Regions from separate parts of the Mus musculus genome. Here region 2 is linked to region 1. The links are chromatin contacts, called in public HiChIP or PLAC-seq maps. All regions are on one chromosome and are shown on one strand. The core of a region is the stretch at or near the end of the contact, and the rest is flanking DNA. Distances in the headings are between cores, read along the strand shown. Region 1 overlaps Synrg (synergin, gamma). Region 2 overlaps Tada2a (transcriptional adaptor 2A).

What was found. HiChIP or PLAC-seq counts read pairs in DNA pulled down with a chosen protein or histone mark.
Region 2: a contact with region 1 is called in an H3K27ac HiChIP or PLAC-seq map of embryonic stem cells, with 6 read pairs. The contact joins two enhancer-like sites. A contact is called at or near these places in 4 of 39 promoter capture datasets (cranial neural crest, liver and pre-B cells), 2 of 484 Hi-C or Micro-C datasets (embryonic stem cells and nephron progenitors), 2 of 115 datasets of contacts at active chromatin or transcription factors (craniofacial prominence and embryonic stem cells) and 3 of 9 other capture datasets (adipose tissue, liver and pancreatic islet).

Annotation. Positions count from the first base shown.
Region 1 is chr11:83,973,377-83,976,507 of GRCm38.p6, reverse strand. All of the region lies in intron 2 of Synrg (synergin, gamma), which reads right to left. Among named protein-coding and RNA genes, the nearest start is that of Synrg, 11 kb to the right of the region's middle. Within about 2 kb of position 1,602, at least 14 of the 459 cell types and tissues checked have an H3K27ac peak or open chromatin away from gene starts, as enhancers often do. A contact at or near this core is called in embryonic stem cells, where this site is marked.
Region 2 is chr11:84,080,756-84,083,880 of GRCm38.p6, reverse strand. Tada2a (transcriptional adaptor 2A) reads left to right here. Exons shown (of 16, transcript NM_172562.3): 15 at 1,770-1,843. Among named protein-coding and RNA genes, the nearest start is that of Dusp14, 14 kb to the right of the region's middle. Within about 2 kb of position 1,705, at least 3 of the 459 cell types and tissues checked have an H3K27ac peak or open chromatin away from gene starts, as enhancers often do. A contact at or near this core is called in embryonic stem cells, where this site is marked.

The DNA.
Region 1 (3,131 bases), core at 353-2,852:
TGCTACATCCTAGGAACAGCACATCTTTCCACTCCACAAAACTTTCCGATGCCTGCAAATCTGCCTGACAGCTTTACTACCACTCACAAGATGCTCTGAGCCAGAACCTCCAGCAAAGCCCCGCTTGAATTCCTGACTCCTAGGCACATAACAGCATAACAAGATGCTTACTTTGTAGAGTTTGGGGATTGCCTACTACATAACAGTAGATAATAACACGTACGATCATGAACTCTGGGAGCCGAATGAATGGGTTGCTTACTATCTATTGGGTTATCTGCTTGTTTGTTCCCTTACTCTGTATGTTTGTACGTGTCTCTGAGACCCTCCCCCACACTCTAGAACTAACTTTATAGCCAGGCTGGCCTCTAACTTCCTGGGTGCGGGAATTACATGTGTATACCACCACTCCTGTTTTTTCTCAACTTCGTCTGTGCCCTCGTTTCTCATCTGTAAAATAGCTTAATGCTTATTATGTCAAGGTAATTTTATTCTTCTTCCCTGTCCTTACATGAACACTTACACAGCCATTGCTGTGTGAAGCACATATAACACGGGGACAGGAAAACCATGGGGAACGTCTCGTGTGCATTTGTATCTCCTAAATTTCTCCAGTGAAATAGTCCCAAGAGCAGAGAAGTACAAATAGCCCTTTGGGGTTTAGTAAACAATCAGTGTCTCCTATAAAAGGGGACAGTTCCATATGCCTTATGCTTGGCAGTGAATAAAACAGCCTGAGCACAAATTATGTTCTAATTTTGCACTTTACCACACCCTCAAGCTTATCAATCCTATCAGGCATGTGCACCCTGTGGGCTGCATGCAGCTGATCTGAGGATAATCATGAATGCAGCCCAATATAAAAATCACCAGTTTACTTTACACCACAGGAACACTGTAAAAACTTGATTTGTGGTTCCCAATTGTGGACGATAATGCAATGCTGCAGGTAATGAGGTTTTGCTTCCTGGTTTATTTTTGAGACAGGGTCTTACTGTATAGATTAGGCTGGTCTCATATCACAGAGATCTGCCTGTCTGCCTTTGAGTACTGGCTTAACCATCATGCCCCCCCACCCCACCTCACTTTCTTTCTTTAACAAATATTCATCTGAAAGAAGCACAGAGATATCATGGTGGAAACTGCCTGTAATTCCAGCAGTGGGTAGACTAGGGCAGGACAGAGGTTAGAGAGGCTAGAGGTAGGAATATACAGTCAGATGCTATTTCAGAAACCAAACATATACTACACAGTAAAGGGAAAAAACAATATACACATCTCTCTTGTTTCATCATTTGCTCTCCGTGTTTCTTACTGCCTAATTTCAGAAGCACAAATATTTGCATCGACAGGAAACAGCTGGCAGAGGCAGGCTACTTGCTGACCCATTCAGTGCTTTGTTCAGATTCTCCAGGGTCTACTCCATGGCAGCCAGCATCCTAACAGCACAGCAGTGAACAGACCCAGAACTTTACCCTATGGAAATCATGCTGTAATTGGAGACAACAAACAATAAAAACAAAAAACCAAACCCCTACAGGTCAAGTCACCATAAGAGCTGGGGCAAGACTACAGAACAATGGGAAGACAGGAGCCAGAGGACCCAGCCCTCGCTCTTCTGTGGCATGCTTTTGTGAGCAGGGGGTATGAGTACAAGGACCTGAAGGAAGGAAGGAGCCAGCAACACAGACATCCAAGAAAGAGAACTGAAAGGACACCAAAGGCAGAGAGTGTGGGGTCTTGTTGGTGACCAGAACAGAGGCGACACAGCCTGTCCCTCTCCCATTGTTACGTCCTAATGGTCATTCTGCATTTGAATGGGTGGTTCGGGTATTTTGAATGGAACATTTAAAGCACAAAAGTGTACAGAGTGAAAAGTAAGTTTTCTCTCCTTCTCTCTCGATCAAGTCCACACTGTACTGTGGGCAGCACTGCTGTTGTGAATGTTTTTAGAAATGATCTGTGCTTCAAGTCTTCAAATGATGAAAAGCCTACTCTAAAATGCTTTTAAAAAGCCCTCATGCTGGACAAGGTGGCACAAGCCTGTGATCCCCATACCCTGGAGTTAGAGGCTGGAGGATCAGGAGTTCAAGGTCACTCTCAACTTCATAGTGAGTTCCAGAAAAGCCTGGGGCACATGAAATCCTGTCTCAAAAACAGAACAAGAGCTGGTGAGTTGCCTCAGTGGGGAAGGGGCAAACCTGACAACCTAAGTTCAATACCTAGAACCTTCCTGGCGGAAGGAGAGAACCAACTCACATGAACTATCTATCCTCCTACCTACATGTACACACCTACTGCGGGACTGATACACAGACACAAACTACATGCATTTTTAAGGAGAAAAAAAAAAGTCACTAAAAACAACAGTAACAGCAAACCCCTCCAAAACGATGGTTAAGAGCACATGCTGCTCTTGACAGAGGACCTGGATTCGATCCCCAGCACCTCTGTGGTCCCAGCATGTGACTTAAAACCACAGGTAGCTCCAGTTCCTGGTGATATGACAACTCTTCTGACCTTCATAGACTCCAACATTCAGCCGTACACAAATATGCACTCAGGCACTGTACTGGCTGGTTTTGTGTGTCAACTTGACACAGCTGGAGTTATCACAGGGAAAGGAGCTTCAGCTGAGGAAATGCCTCCATGAGATCCAGCTGTAAGGCATTTTCTCAATTAGTGATCAAGGGGGGAGGTCCCCTTGTGGGTGGTGCCATCTCTGGGCTGGCAGTCTTGGTTCTATAAGAGAGCAGGCTGAGCAAGCCAGGGGAAGCAAGCCAGTAAGGAACATCCCTCCATGGCCTCTGCATCAGCTCCTGCTTCCTGACCTGCTTGAGTTCCAGTCCTGACTTCCTTTGGTGATGAACAGCAGTATGGAAGTGTAAGCCGAATAAACCCTTTCCTCCCCAACTTGCTTCTTGGTCATGATGTTTGTGCTGGAATAGAAACCCTGACTAAGACAGGCACACACACATACAGACACACACATACAGACACACACATACAGACACACACATACAAACACATACACACACAATAAATGTCTTCAAAAATTCCATTTAGAATTAGAAGTATCAGGCAATCTTTGGATCTTTTTCTTGTTCATTTTCTGTGTTCCATATGTGGAT
Region 2 (3,125 bases), core at 456-2,955, 110 kb before region 1:
TAGTAGATAATCATTTTCCTTTGTTTCAAGTACTTTTTTTAAGTGTATGTGCCTGATACTGACACACACACACACACCACATGTGCCTGCAGAGGCCATCAGGTCTTCTGGAACTAGAGTTACAGACAGTTGTGAGCTCCCTAATTGAGTGCTGGAAACTGAACCTGGATTTTTTTGTAAAAGAAGCATTTAAAAATTTTAATACTTGCTAATTAAATTGAGTACACAGCTTTTTTTTTTTTTTTTTTTTTTTTTTTGGTTTTTCTGTGTCACTCACAATTTCCTCCTAAGTTGGCCTGCCTGCCTTCCTTCCCCTTGTGTCATTGTTGAGTTTCCTGGTTCCCATTTATGCTCTGAGTTGCTCTTCAAGCAGTAAAGATTGGGAGCCCGGCATTCATGATTGTAGCCTAGCCTTGGGAGAGACTTTCGAGGTAGTCCATGATTTCATCTCTATTTCTGAGCAGGGTAAGCCCTCGGCCCTTTTGATGTCCTTGAGAATCAGGTTTTCCAGAACAAATTAAGCAGTTCCTTCTGCCCCGTTCCAGTGCCAGCCCTCATAAAACTTACCTCATTGCATCCATCCCCATCTGAGCATTCATCCTAAGACTAAATTCAGAATAAAACCAGGCACAGGTGATGGCTCCAAGGAAAAGATGCTTGGATGCGAGACTAGCAAGCCACTAAAGCTAGAAGTGGGGATTAACACCACACAGTTGTCCTCTGACCTCACATCTGTGCCTTGCACCATACACACTTTATGCCCATCACAATACAGTTTAAAAAAACAAAACAAAACAAAACCACACATTAGTCTGGCCTGGCTGCCTCCTGCTTAGGTTTCTTTCTCAGACATGAAGTTGGTCACTGCTTTACTATATAGTAACTATAGCATTTGGCTTGTTCCAGTGTGGATCTTTTGAGTTAAACATCACCCACTTCTTTTCAAAGAAAAATAAATGAACAAGCAAGACCTTTGGTGGTGACTCTGCCTTTGATCTGAAGGTATATAGTACTTGGTTAATTACCACGTGTGACTTGTCCTGCTAAAGACTAGTGACAAGAGAGAATATCTCCTGAGGGATTCCTGTCTCCGTTTGTCAGCTGTCAAGACAGATTAGAACATACTCTTTCTGTTCAGGATGGACATCTGGTTCCAGAATTTAGAGGAACCTGTTTGAGAGAAACAGATAACTAATGACTCCACTATGCCGATCATTCATTGAGACGAAGGTGTGCATGATCGTATCTGTACTTTGATAGGGCAGAGAGCTTATAGATTGTTATTTTTATTTCAAATGAATGTTAGAGTGACTGTGTTGGTGACTTTTTCTACTGCTATGATAAGACACCTTGACCAAGGCAACTTATAAATGAAAGGGTTTATTTGGGCTATGGTTGCAAAGAATTAGACTCCACGATCCAGGGCAAAGGTATGGCAGCAGAAAGAGCCAAGGGCTGTCATCTTGACCTGCAGTTAGGAAGCAGAGCACACACTGGGAATAACTAGAGGCTTTTGAAACCTCAAAGCCCACCACCTCCCCCCAGTGACATATTTCTATTAAGGCCACACCTCCTAATCTTTCCCAAACAGTTCCACCAATTGGGGACTAGACATTTAAATATCAGCCTGTTGGGGCTGTTCTCATTCAAACCACTTTATTGACTGAGGAGCTAGCTAAACCAGCCTACAGGAGTGGGTCAGGCTTTCTGTTTTACACTTGAATAGTTACACCTCTGAGATATTTGTTCTTTTGAATCTGCGTCCATAGGAAGGCGAAGTGCACCACCATTGAACCTCACGGGTCTCCCTGGTACAGAGAAACTCAATGAAAAGGAAAAGGAGGTAATAAAAGGGAGGGAACTGGAGGAAAGAAAAGAGGGGCTGACTGATCCATCCGTTCTCGTTACAATCCATTACAATGTCAAACCTGTTTCACTGCACTTGTCTGAGAAGTCTGGGAGCTAAAGAGCTAACCTTGGCAAGCAGCAGAAAACTGCTCTCATCTTTCAGCTACCTCTCCCCTTCAGAGAGAAGCTTATGGAACAATGTCACTTAAGTAATAGTGGCGGCTGTCATTTATTGAGCATTTAGTGTAAGTCAGACTTTTTGTAGACTAAAGTAGCTTTTACATGAAAATAGGACTTTCTTATTAAAATGGGTGCTTTCAGAAGTTCTGAATTTAGCCGGGCGCGGTGGCGCACGCCTTTAATCCCAGCACTCAGGAGGCAGAGGCAGGCGGATTTCTGAGTTCGAGGCCAGCCTGGTCTACAAAGTGAGTTCCAGGACAGCCAGGGCTATACAGAGAGACCCTGTCTTGAAAAAACAAAACAAAAAAAAAAAGAGAAGTTGTTCTACATTTATTCTAACAATGTAACCATCACTTAAAATGTTTTTGTAGTTGTCTCCACAGCATGTTTATAAGTGTAGGGAAAATAATTCAGTGTCATATGTAGTTTGCACAGGGTCTCACAATGTAACATTGACTGGCCTGTAACTAACTAAATCCCTATGTAGTGCTCCTGGCCACAGACTCAACAGATATCTGCCTAGCTCTGCCTCTCAGGTGCACTGGCACACACAAGCACACCTATGGCACATTAATGGATTAATTTTTATTTATTTATTTGGTTTTTTGAGACAGGGTTTCTCTGAATAGCCCTGACTGTCCTGGAACTCACTTTGTAGACTAGGCTAGCCTCAAACTCAGAAATCCGCCTGCCTCTGCCTCCCAAGTGCTGGAATTAAAGGCGTGCGCAACCACGCCTGGCTAATTTTGATTTTCAATAGTATTGTTCTTTTAGCGTTATCATCAGGAGATTGTCCCTGTGTTGCTGTTTTAAGGTCTGCACGTTAAAACAGCAACACAGGGACAATCTCCTGAATATATCTTTAATTTTAGCACTAGAAAGCCTGAGAGCAAAGAGGCTATCTCAAACAAAAAATCTACTTGGGTGGTACCTTTATCCCAGCCGTTGGGGCCTGAGGCAGGAAGATCAGGAGTTCAAGCCAACCCACAACTCTCAACTATCTCGTGGGCAAAGGCAGCCTGCACTACCAAAGACCCTGTCTTAAAACCAAACCAACCAACAAAAAATGTAACAGAAGAGGAGCTAGTCTCTTGCTC